4 separate regions of the Sus scrofa genome follow, and all the other regions are linked to region 2. The links are chromatin contacts, called in public Hi-C and HiChIP or PLAC-seq maps. All regions are on one chromosome and are shown on one strand. Each heading gives the region's core, a stretch centred on a gene start, on an enhancer-like site or on the middle of the called end of the contact. The rest is flanking DNA. Distances are from core to core; before and after follow the strand shown. Region 1 holds the start of EEA1 (early endosome antigen 1). Region 2 holds the start of NUDT4 (diphosphoinositol polyphosphate phosphohydrolase 2). Region 3 has its middle 81 kb from the start of EEA1. Region 4 overlaps LOC102158255 (a long non-coding RNA gene).

What was found. A called contact is a pair of places that touch in the nucleus more often than the background predicts. HiChIP or PLAC-seq counts read pairs in DNA pulled down with a chosen protein or histone mark.
Region 1: a contact with region 2 is called in an H3K27ac HiChIP or PLAC-seq map of alveolar macrophages. The contact joins the promoter of EEA1 here to the promoter of NUDT4 in region 2. A contact is called at or near these places in 2 of 5 promoter capture datasets (fetal skeletal muscle and liver), 5 of 47 Hi-C or Micro-C datasets (alveolar macrophages, embryonic fibroblasts, epiblast stem cells and 2 more) and 2 of 2 datasets of contacts at active chromatin or transcription factors (alveolar macrophages and skeletal muscle).
Region 3: a contact with region 2 is called in an H3K27ac HiChIP or PLAC-seq map of skeletal muscle, with 14 times the contacts expected there. The contact joins the enhancer-like site here to the promoter of NUDT4 in region 2. A contact is called at or near these places in 1 of 5 promoter capture datasets (fetal skeletal muscle), 21 of 47 Hi-C or Micro-C datasets (alveolar macrophages, brain, embryonic fibroblasts and 12 more) and 2 of 2 datasets of contacts at active chromatin or transcription factors (alveolar macrophages and skeletal muscle).
Region 4: a Hi-C map of psoas muscle shows a contact between it and region 2, with 2.7 times the contacts expected there. The contact joins the enhancer-like site here to the promoter of NUDT4 in region 2. A contact is called at or near these places in 3 of 5 promoter capture datasets (fetal liver, fetal skeletal muscle and liver), 12 of 47 Hi-C or Micro-C datasets (embryonic fibroblasts, epiblast stem cells, fetal heart ventricle and 6 more) and 2 of 2 datasets of contacts at active chromatin or transcription factors (alveolar macrophages and skeletal muscle).

What each region holds. Positions count from the first base shown.
Region 1 is chr5:90,130,260-90,132,959 of Sscrofa11.1, reverse strand. It overlaps EEA1 (early endosome antigen 1), which reads right to left and starts at 1,253. Exons shown (of 33, transcript XM_021091260.1): 1 at 1,003-1,253. The coding sequence starts at 1,026.
Region 2 is chr5:89,726,943-89,729,642 of Sscrofa11.1, reverse strand. NUDT4 (diphosphoinositol polyphosphate phosphohydrolase 2) reads left to right here and starts at 1,383. Exons shown (of 5, transcript XM_003126721.5): 1 at 1,383-1,886. The coding sequence starts at 1,788.
Region 3 is chr5:90,049,738-90,052,437 of Sscrofa11.1, reverse strand. No RefSeq gene overlaps it. Among named protein-coding and RNA genes, the nearest start is that of EEA1, 81 kb to the left of the region's middle. Within about 2 kb of position 1,442, at least 18 of the 83 cell types and tissues checked have an H3K27ac peak or open chromatin away from gene starts, as enhancers often do. A contact at or near this core is called in fetal liver, omental adipose tissue and skeletal muscle, where this site is marked.
Region 4 is chr5:90,084,604-90,087,303 of Sscrofa11.1, reverse strand. All of the region lies in intron 1 of LOC102158255 (a long non-coding RNA gene), which reads right to left. Among named protein-coding and RNA genes, the nearest start is that of EEA1, 46 kb to the left of the region's middle. Within about 2 kb of position 1,408, at least 8 of the 83 cell types and tissues checked have an H3K27ac peak or open chromatin away from gene starts, as enhancers often do. A contact at or near this core is called in omental adipose tissue and skeletal muscle, where this site is marked.

The DNA of each region.
Region 1 (2,700 bases), core at 4-2,503, 400 kb before region 2:
CTAACGAATCTGGCACCAGCTTTTCAATCATTTACATTTTGCACCCTATCGGTCCCAAAAAGAAATATAGAAGTTGTCCAAAACAAAAACTTGAGTACAGTAAATCTTATAGAAAAGATCTCAATTGCTATTCCAGGAACTGACTCCTAAACACAACATCTACATATCGCCAATGCGCTCATCTTTATATATCAAGGTTTTTTTCCAGATTGTAAATAAAGATAGCACTGGCAGAAAATAAAGGAGTTAAGTGCATACCCGGGGCTAGAGCTTACGGGGGATTTAGTCTCCGACGGCTCCAAAAAGCTACTGGGCTGGGAGGGGGAAACGCATTTTTAACTGGGGAGGGGAAAAGTTTGCAACAGTGAGTAATATCTTCCTTCGAGGCTGACTCTGCCAGGGACGTGTCGGTACCGCGACTGGGCCGAGGCTAGGCCAGCTTTCACCACGTTACCACGCAGGGCTGCCCAGAGCAGACCGCGACGCCGAGCGTGGCAGCTGCGGGTCGCGTAAAGTTGGGGGGCCCGCTGGGCAGGGCGGCCGGGGGACCCGCCGAACTCGCCTCCCGCGGGCTCCCACGGGGCGTCCTCCAGCCCGGCGGGCGGCCGGCCGGCCCCGGCGGCACCAACTCTCCGTGTTCACTGCCATTCCAGGATCTGGAAGGAACGCGCCGGCACCACACCCTCCCGCCCCGCCGCCCGCTCGCACTGACAGCCCGTGCGGGAGCGGGGCCCGGGCCTGGGCGCGCGGGGCCGCGGCAGACCGGGCGCCCGGCCCCGGCCTGCCGCCGCGCCCGCCCTCCCTGCCCCCACGCCCGCCCCGGGAGCAGAGGACCGAGGCCTAATCAGCGCCCGGGCTGCGGGGCCTAAAGCAGGGAGGCGCCCGCACTGAGGAGGGACGCCAGCGCCGCCGCCTCGGCTCCTCAGCGCGGCGGCGGCTTCCGCGGCCTCGGACTCGGGCTCCCGCTCACGTGCTCCTGGAAAGACGGTTTCACTCTCTTACCCTCTGCAAAATCCTCCTTAACATGGTTTAAACACCCCCCGGCGCTGCCGCGGTGACTCTCCGGACCCTCCTCGGGGTCACTCACTACTCGGGGGTGCGCGGGCGGTAGGGACTGAGCCAGAAGGGAACCTGGGAGGAGGTCGGGGCGAGGCGGTGGCGGCAGCCGCTAGGGCGGCCCCGACTTCCCCACAGGCGGTGAGAGGGAGCGCGCGCGAGCCGGGGACGAGATAGCCAGCGAGCGCCCGCCCGCCGGGCCGCCCCCGTAACTGACAGCTGGGCGGACCCGCCCGCGCCGCCCCGCCCTCTCGGCCTGTCCATCCGCGGGAGGCGGGGCTGGAAGGGGCCTGGCCTGGGCCGGCGACCAATCGGAAAGGGCGGCGGCGTGGGCCATTGCGTGACGGACAGGAGGCAGGACGCTGGCACTGCCGCTCCTTCCGGCCGCTGAGCGCACACCCGCGCTCCGTCAGAGGCGCTCGCGCGTAGACCCGGCACCCGCGGAGGGGACTTGGGGACCTGGGGACTTGGGGACCTTGGGGCTTGGGGGGTGGTCCTTGGCCGCGAAGGAAGGCGGGCTCTCGAGGCAGGTACCTGCTATGGCACCTCAGACTGCTCTGTAAAATCTGTCGGTGTGACCCTGGCCTTGACCGTTGCTCAACTGGACTCCCATTTCTGCAGGAAGCTTAGTCTCAGAGTGCAAGCAAAGGAGAGACTCAGACACGATTAACCGGTCTGTTGGGCTTCCCTCCTCTGGTCCAACCCCTGGCTCCTTTCCCTCCTCCCTTCCTGCTTCTCATTTCAGCCAAAGGAAAAGTAAAGAATCGGAAGAAAGTATAGAAAGAAACTGCAATTTGAATTGATAGGGAAAAAAAAAAGTTTGGCGTTGTCCTTTGGACTATAGCAACAATATTTAATGGACTGATGACGCTAACATGTTGCACCCACTAAAGCCCATGCTTGGCTCATTCTCCTAAGGAATTTTAAATCCTCTTCTGATAACGAATGTATGAAGTGAATCGACATTAATGCGTCTGTTTCATAGATTAAGAAAAAAATAATGACGTTTTCCCTTCGTGGCTCCGCAAAAACCAATCTGACTAGCATCCATGAGCATGCAGGTTCCATCCCTGGCCTCGCTCAGTGGGCTAAGGATCTGGTGTAGCCCTAAGCTGTGGTGTAGGTCGCAGATGCAGCTGGGATCGTCGGACTGCAGCTCTGATTCGACCCCTAGCCTGGGAACCTCCATATGCTGCAGGTTTGGCCCTACAAAAAAAACAAAATGAGGTCACAGATAAACAGTGTGCCAAAACAAGGATGTGGACTGGGAAATGGACTTAGAACTGACTTCCAGGCACCATGTCATTATTTGAAGTCAAAAGTCACAGCTGCCCAAAACAAAAAAAAAAAAAGTCACAGCTGCAGAATCATATCATTTTGCCAAGTTGCTCTCAGCTTTCACAAGTTGAGAGATTTGGCTTTTACCCTGGAGGGGGGAGCAGGGGAGAAGACTTTAACATTGTTTACATAGGGAAGAAGAAGGGGAGAAAAATGCAACTAACCCTGCTTGAATTGGGGGAGGGGGGTAATGAAGTCTACCAAGCAATGAATGGAGTGCTTATTAGAAAATACTTCCAGGTCTTTTGAAAAGATGCAGCAAATATTTTCAAATTAGTTAAGGTAAAAGTGTTTTATAAAGTGTAA
Region 2 (2,700 bases), core at 134-2,633:
GTGCCTAAGTTCCTGGCAGGGCTGATTTTAGATGTCAATGCCTGGCACACAGTAGGCCCTCTAGGAATGAAGTATGAACAGTCAGATGTGGCTGGACCTACACAGCCAGGGCTCTGTGTTGGGGACAAGACTGTGGGAGTGAGGGGCTCCCCTGAACTTCCTTAGCACCTTCCTAAGCAGTGTCCTGATGGCTCAGTGGGTTAAGGAGCTGACATTGTCACTGCTGTGGCTGGGGTGGCTGCTGTGGGGTGGATTGGATCCTTGGCCCAGAAAGTAACATATGCCACGGGTGTGGGCAAAAACAAACAAAACCCCACCTTCCTAAGATAGGCCCCCTGGCTCCTATTTTAGCACTTGCAGGAAAACGTAAAAGTTGTTTGTCCCAAGTCCCAGAGACACTGCAAGCCCCTATGTAGCAGACATGCCCTTCTATTGAGCAACGTGGCCCCAGCACCTAGCTGCGCCTGTTACTTAGGCCCGAGATGAGGTTAGGAGATACTAGCCACTGCTGGCATTGAGGAATGCATCCTTGAGGGTGGGACAAAGTGGAAGATGTTATCTGCGCCTTCAAACAAAGGTTCAAGCTAGAGGTGACTTTTTTTTTTTTTTTTGGTCTTTTCTGGGGCCGACCCCAAGGCATGTGGCGCTTCCCAGGCTACAGGCAACGGCCTACACCACAGCTCACGACAACGCCGGATCCTTAACCCAGTGAGCGAGGCCAGGGATCGAACCTGCAACCTCATGGTTCCTAGTCAGTTTCGTTAGCCACTGAGCCACGACAGGAGCTCTTTTTTTTGTTTTTTGCTTTTGTTTGTTTGTGTTTTGAGTTGACTCTTGAAAGAACACAAGCGACCCCCGACCAAAGATTAAAAAATGTAAAGGAGATGTGCCTTCTCCCTTTCCCTGCCAACAAAACCAACAAAACCTCTCAACCGAAGTCTTCACCTTTCTAGGCCTCCGCTCGCTTCTCTCCCCGCACTTGACAGGCGCACTCTGGACGGCTACCCTGAGGAGACGGCCTTCGCTGTGACACCTCCTGGCCTCTCCTGACCAGGCAGCGACTTTGCGGAGGAGGTCTGTGGTGAGACCCGCTCTCGCGGAGAGGCCAAGACGCTCACAGGGGAAACCGGGGGAGCCACAAACAGGCAGAGGGGCTGTGCTCCTTTCGCGTCGGAGGCCTCCCAGCGGGCCTGGCCCCGCGCGCGGCTGGAGCACGCGCCGCCCGCCCGCCCCAATCCGGCCGCCGGAACGCCCAGGCCCCGCCCCCGCCGCAACGGTCCGGCACGCAGGCGCGGAGGCGCGCGCAGGGCGGAGCGCGCGAGGGCGGGGCGGGGCGGGCGCGGCCCCCTTAAATACGGCGGAGGGGGCGGTGCGAAGCTGCCGCTGCGCTGCTGCCCAGTCGGCGGTAGTCACTGCAACTGTCTCCTTGTGGCGCGTGCCTCGAGCTTGGCTCTTCCTCCCGCGGCAGCGGCGGCGGCGGCGGCAACAGCAGCGGGCGGGAGCGGAGGCGAGCGGGAGGCGGGCTCCATGGAGAGCGGTGGACGCCCGGACAGAGGCGGCGCTTCCTCTCCAGCACCCGGGCTCCAGTGACCGGCGCTCGCGCCCTGCCCCGCGTCGGAGCAGTCGCCGGCTCCGGGACTGACCCGGCCTCCCTGCGCCTTCCACGCGCTGCCGCCTCGCCTCCCTGCGCCCCGACTGGCCCTCGCCCCCCATTCCCCGGCGGGGTGGCGGCGGCCGGGCCCCCGCGGCGGCGGCCGGAGCAGAAGCGGCAGCAAGAGCCCGCCTCTATGATGAAGTTCAAGCCCAACCAGACGCGGACGTATGACCGCGAGGGCTTCAAGAAGCGGGCGGCGTGCCTCTGCTTCCGGAGCGAGCAGGAGGACGAGGTGAGGGAGGCCGACGCGCTCTGTGCCCACCGCGGGCGCGCTGGGGCGGGGCTGATGTAGGGTTCGGGCTGGCTGGGGTGGGAGGTCCTTGCCCTTGCCCTTCCCTTTCTCCATCCCCTTCCCCTCCTGACCCCCCGTCTCGCCCTAGGACTGGGAGAGATGGGCTCCCTCCCTCCTGCCTTCCTGCCTTTTCTCGGGCTAGATTGTGGAAACAAAGGGGTTTGCCAGCCCCATGCTCTCCTACTGGGTCTGGGTTAGGACGGGAGCCGGGGCAGGTCCTGGGCCCTCTAGGTCGCGCCTAGCGGGAGTCACCATCTTAACCTGCGAATTGAGCGTAAAGCCGGAGAAACCTCGAGCGCTAACCGAGGGAGTAGAAATGGCGTGTTTCAGCCCAAGCCCTTCTGCCTCTGTTACATTTTCCTCCCCATGTTAACTGCAGTTTGCGTTTTATGCTTAAATCTAGGCATGTCTGTGAAATATCCAAACAGGATCCGTGCTTTAAAATAAAAACCCATTAGGTCTAGTTCTGTCAATTCCACTTTTTAAGTGAATTCTTTAACTCACAAGCACTTAGCATTATTAATAGCTGATTTAAAAAAAAAAACAGCTTTTAAAGTTTTCTAACTGCAGAAAGATGGTTAGTGAAAAAGGTGGAATCATGCCAGAAGGAAGAAGATGGAGGTGGGCAAAGTTGCCATTTTCAAACAGTAATCTCTAGCTCTCTGCATATTTATCAGAGCTTTACTTTTCTGTGTTTGGCTTGAAATCAGGAGAGGAACAGTCTTCTGTAATTCACCCATCAGCGTGGGGTTGG
Region 3 (2,700 bases), core at 193-2,692, 320 kb before region 2:
TATTTCTTGGGCTGCTCCCACGGCATATGGAGGTTCCCAGGCTAGGGGTTGAATCGGAGCTGTAGCCACCGGCCTACGCCAGAGCCACAGCAACGCAGGATCCGAGCCGCGTCTGCAACCTACACCACAGCTCACGGCAACGCCGATCGTTAACCCACTGAGCAAGGGCAGGGATCGAACCCACAACCTCATGGTTCCTAGTCGGATTCGTTAACCACTGCGCCACGACGGGAACTCCTCATGACACTTCTTAACTACAGAAATTTAGAGAATGAATACTAAGCAAAGACCCTTGCTTTCTCATTAAACTGTTAAAACTGTATCATGTGCTCAACACAGTGCCTACTGAATAGAATGTGCTTTTGTTGTTTGTTTTTTTATATAGTGATTTTAATTTTTTTTCCATTATAGCTGGTTTACAGTGTTCTGTCAATTTTATATTGTACAGCATGGTGACCCAGTTACACATACATGTATAGATTCTTTTTTCTCACATTATCATGCTCCATCATAAGTGACTAGATATAGTTCCCAGTGCTACACAGTAAGATTTAGTTGTTAATAGGTAGTCTCATTATTTCCTTTAGAGGATCTGCATGTCCACAAATGTCAAAGGCATTTAAACATACATTAATAATATAAACTAAGAAGAATGTTTCCTTAAATCCATTCCCCCTTTCATCTATAACCACCATGATTAGAGAGTCAAAAAAAAAAAAAAAATCCCTCATTGTCCAGCCTACCTCTATTTCTTACTTCCCTTTCCCCTTATTTTATTTTATCTTCTTTCAAAAACATAATTCCCCTCTAAGGTGCCATATATTTACATATTTGTTTTGTCTGTTTTGTACCACTAGAATCTAAACTCCAGAGGCCAAGGACTTGGTTTGTCCATTGATGTATATGCAGCACCAAGAACAGGGCCTGGAATGTGATAGGTGTTCAATAAACATTTGCTGAATCAATGAAGAATGGAAGCCTCCTTCCACCGTCCTCACTCCAGGGCCCCAGTACCCAGGGGCCACTACTGTGACCCAAGGTGAGGGATCCTAGTGCACTACGGTCTGAAAGAGCCCCTGATGTGAGTGAGAATGGATACTGTACAACACTAAGAAGTGACAGTGCCGAGATTCTGAGAGGAACCAGGAGCATGTGGATAATCATCGTGGACTCAGACCCTCTCTGTCCCTAGACTAAGACCCATCCACTTTACTTCCGAAGGAACAGGGGGCTGTTCCATTGCAGAGCAAAGAAAGGAAGTTGGAATTCTGCCTCCTACAAAGGAGAAGATTTGTGTTTGAGTCACGAAGTGGAGGAAAGAACTGCCCCTGAGGGTGAGGCGAAGGTCAGGAACCTGTGTGCTGATCTCATCTCCGACACTAATTGGGTCTGAGACTTAGGAAAGCCACTTCAAACCTCGGGGCTCTTCAGCTTTATCTGTACGGGTGGGTGTGGCCAGATCAGCATTTCCTAAACCACGTCTCTTGGGACCCTTGACCCCTTCTGCTCTGAGTGTAGCCACGAGCTAGGTGTGGCTGTCAAGCACTTGGAAAGCAGCCAATTTAGAATGTAAAAACTAAGGTAGGATCTCATTAATAGTTTTACCTTGATTAATGTTGAAATCATAATACTTTTATAATTGAGGGAAATAAAATATTATTAAAATTAGGATATTACGGAAGGCTGTGATTGCTGTGGGGATAGGAGGCAGAGGGGAATTCTCAGTAGTTTCTGCTCAATTTTGCTGTGAACCTAAAACATCTTTAGGAGTTCCTTTCTTGGCTCAGCAGAAACGAATCGGACTCGTATTCATGAGGACACGGGTTCGGTCTCTGGCCTCGCTCAGTGGGTTAAGGATCTGGTGTTGCCATGAGCTGTGGTATAGGTTGGAGACAAGGCTCAGTTTCAGATGCGCTGTGGCTGTGGCATAGGCTGGCAGCGACAGCTCCTATTCAACCCCTAGCCTGATAACCTCCATATCCTGCAGGTGTGCCCCCACCAAAAAAAAAAAAAAAACAAACTCTAAAAAATGATAGATAAAAACTTTATATAAAAAATTAGGCAAAACCTATTTCCTTTTTTTTTTTTTTTTTGGCTCCTGTGACAAATGGAAATTCCCAGGCTAGGGGTTGAATTGGAGCTGTAGCTGCTGGCCTCTGCCAGAAACACACAGCAATGTCAGATCCAAACTGTGTCTGCAATCTACACAGCAGCTCACAATAACGCTGGATCCTTAACCTAATGAGTGGGGCCAGGGACTGAACCCCGGTCCTCATGGATACTAGTTGGGTTCATTACTGCTGAGCCACAACAGGAGCTCCCCTATTTCTTTAAAAACTAGCGACCAGAATATTTAAAATTGATATGTGTAACTCCAGATATGCAAGGTATTTCTAAATGACAGTGCTGCTCTACAATCTGAGAGAAGTCCCTCTGATCAAACACTGCATCTCACATCCCCTCCCGACCCCCTCCAACCCCTCTCTCAAGTCATAGTGCTCATCAGCCAAGTGAGCACACTGAGGCTGCTTATGGTATCCAGTGTCTAGAAACCTGTATAATTGGCATTTTCCTTTCTTTTTTTTTTTTTTTTGGATATAACATTTAAAAATTTTTATTATAGCTGACTTACATAATTGGCATTTTCTAAATGCATTGATCATAAACTCTCTTTTCCACTGAGCATCTCTTAATACCTCT
Region 4 (2,700 bases), core at 159-2,658, 360 kb before region 2:
GTACAGCTCTGATTAGACCCCTAGCCTGGGAACCTCCATATGCCACGGGTGCAGCCCTAAAAAGAGAGAAAGACAAAAAAAAAAAAAAAAAAAAAAAAGCGATACAACAAACCTGAAGAAGATATTCAATAAACAAATACTCAAACCACTGAGTTCAGAGACTTAGTAACTAAAGCGCTAGAGGAATAGTTTCATCAATGCCTTTCTCCATAATTTGCGACATTCATCAAGATTATACACCTGCCTCTTCATCTAAATATCTGCTCAAAGTCACCTCCTCCTGGTGGCTCCATGACTGTTTAAAACCCGACGCCTGGGAGTTCCCGTCGTGGCGCAGTGGTTAACGAATCCGACTAGGAACCATGAGGTTGCGAGGTTGCGGGTTCGGTCCCTGCCCTTGCTCAGTGGGTTAACGATCCGGCGTTGCCGTGAGCTGTGGTGTAGGTTGCAGACGCGGCTCGGATCCCGCGTTGCTGTGGCTCTGGCGTAGGCCGGTGGCTACAGCTCTGATTCGACCCCTAGCCTGGGAACCTCCATATGCCGCGGGAGCGGCCCAAGAAATAGCAACAACAGTAACAACAACATCAACAACAACAACAGACAAAAAGACAAAAGACAAAAAAAAAAAAAAACAAAAAAAAAACCCCCGACGCCTCCAGCACTCTCTAAGCCACGATTCTGTTTTGTTATTCTCAGAGTACTTATCACTCTCTTTAAAAAAAAAAAAAAGAAAAAAAAAACATCTCTTTTCAAAATCTAGACTTTAATCTCCTTTAGCTCCTCCTTAGAATGCAAGCTCCACAAGAGCAGGGGCCTCTATGGATTAGAACCTGTAATGGTGATTGACACCCAGCAGACGGTCAATAAATATGGCTGAATGCGTTTCTCAAAGTAAATGGAGGGGAGGAGAGAGAAAAAAAGCAGGGTTGAGAAAGAAACTATTTCTTTATTTAACCTAACATTCCTTCCCCTATTAAAGCTCCACTGCTCTAAAAAACGGGAGGCAACCAGCACATTAAGAGAAAAACAAAAGAAATGAATTCATGGCTTTTATGCTGCCTGGTAATTTCGACAGATGTGATATTTTTTTTTTGCCTTAGGCCCTAGCATTAGAAATTTAACAGCGATGTGGTTTCTCATACTTATAAAAAAATTGGCCTACAGAGGGTGCTAGTTCACTTCAAAAAACTAACAGACGCGCTTCCACTTGCCTTGGGGCCAGGAAGCCAGCGGGGAAGCAGTTTAGTAACAACACATGAGCTATTTAAATTTGACATATTTTGTTTCATAACCAATGTTTAAGAAAATGAAAGCAATCTGGGAAAATGCCAGAAGCATTCAAAGACCTCCCTTGGGGAAAAGAAGGGACATTATTTTTCAAAGGCGAAGAAGAGAAGCCAGGCTAAGAGAAGCGCCCAGAAGTAGCGAATATTGCGTATATTTTTTAAAAAGAAGCCTGAGGCTGGGAGTAGTTGCAAGTCTTTGAGGAGAGATTGGCAGCCCTCTGCCAAATTCCACCTGCACTTGATGCTGGGAAATGAGGACTTTAGAGCCTGGCATAAGATGCCCGTAGACCCAGGGGATGAGGGGGTTCTTCCTGCCGCTGTTTAACGGAGCTCACCATTCTGGAAACTGACCCTAGGTTTTGGGGTTCAGCGAAGACTAGAGGGAGGAAGAACCATTTGAGAGTTTTGAAATATGTACTTGTCACAGCAGAATGAATGGGAAACACAAGGGAGCCTGGTAAGTGGGAGAAGACCCCTTCGAGGTTTGGATCTGCCAAGAAATCTTCCGGGAAGGAAATGGAAAATAGCAAGCTAGTTCTCTGGGAAAACTTCTCAACCCTTTTTCTTTTTTTTTAAATAATTTATTTTTTTTCCCACTGTACAGCAAGGGGATCAAGTTATCCTTACATGTATACATATTTCCCCCACCCTTTGTTCTGTTGCAATATGAATATCAAGACATAGTTCTCAGTGCTACTCAGCAGGATCTCCTTGCAGATCTATTCTAGGTTGTGTCTGATAAGCCCAAGCTCCCGATCCCTCCCACTCCCTCCCCCTCCCATCAGGCAACCACAAGTCTCTTCTCCAAGTCCATGATTTTCTTTTCTGAGGAGATGTTCATTTGTGCTGGATATTAGATTCCAGTTATAAGTGATATCATATGGTATTTGTCTTTGTCTTCCTGGCTCATTTCACTCAGTTTCATCCATGTTGCTGCAAATGGCATTATGTCATTCTTTTTTATGGCTGAGTAGTATTCCATCAACCCTTTTTGAATGAACAACAGTTGAGGGAGGTTGATGGTCTGGGGTGAACCTCAAGGTAGAGAGTCATAATCCTAGTTCTCTAATCTTCAGGTACAAATTTTCAAGGAAATTTGGAATCAAAAATTCCTAAGAGCTGTGATACAACTTCTTATGTGTGGTGGTTTCAAGTGGTGTCTATCCTTGCCTTTGTCAGTTCATGGTGGATCCATCTCTTTACTGTAATGTTCAATGGCCAAACTTTAAACCGAATCAATAAAAAGCAAGGAATGAGTTTGCAAAAACAATCAGGCGCCTCCTGCAATTTAATCATAAAATCAATTAAATCAGGTTTCTTGGCACCGTGTAGGGAAAACATCTATGTTCCCAATGAACTACCTCATTGATAAAATGATTCATTTGAAGACATAGCTACCCTCTAAGATTTTACT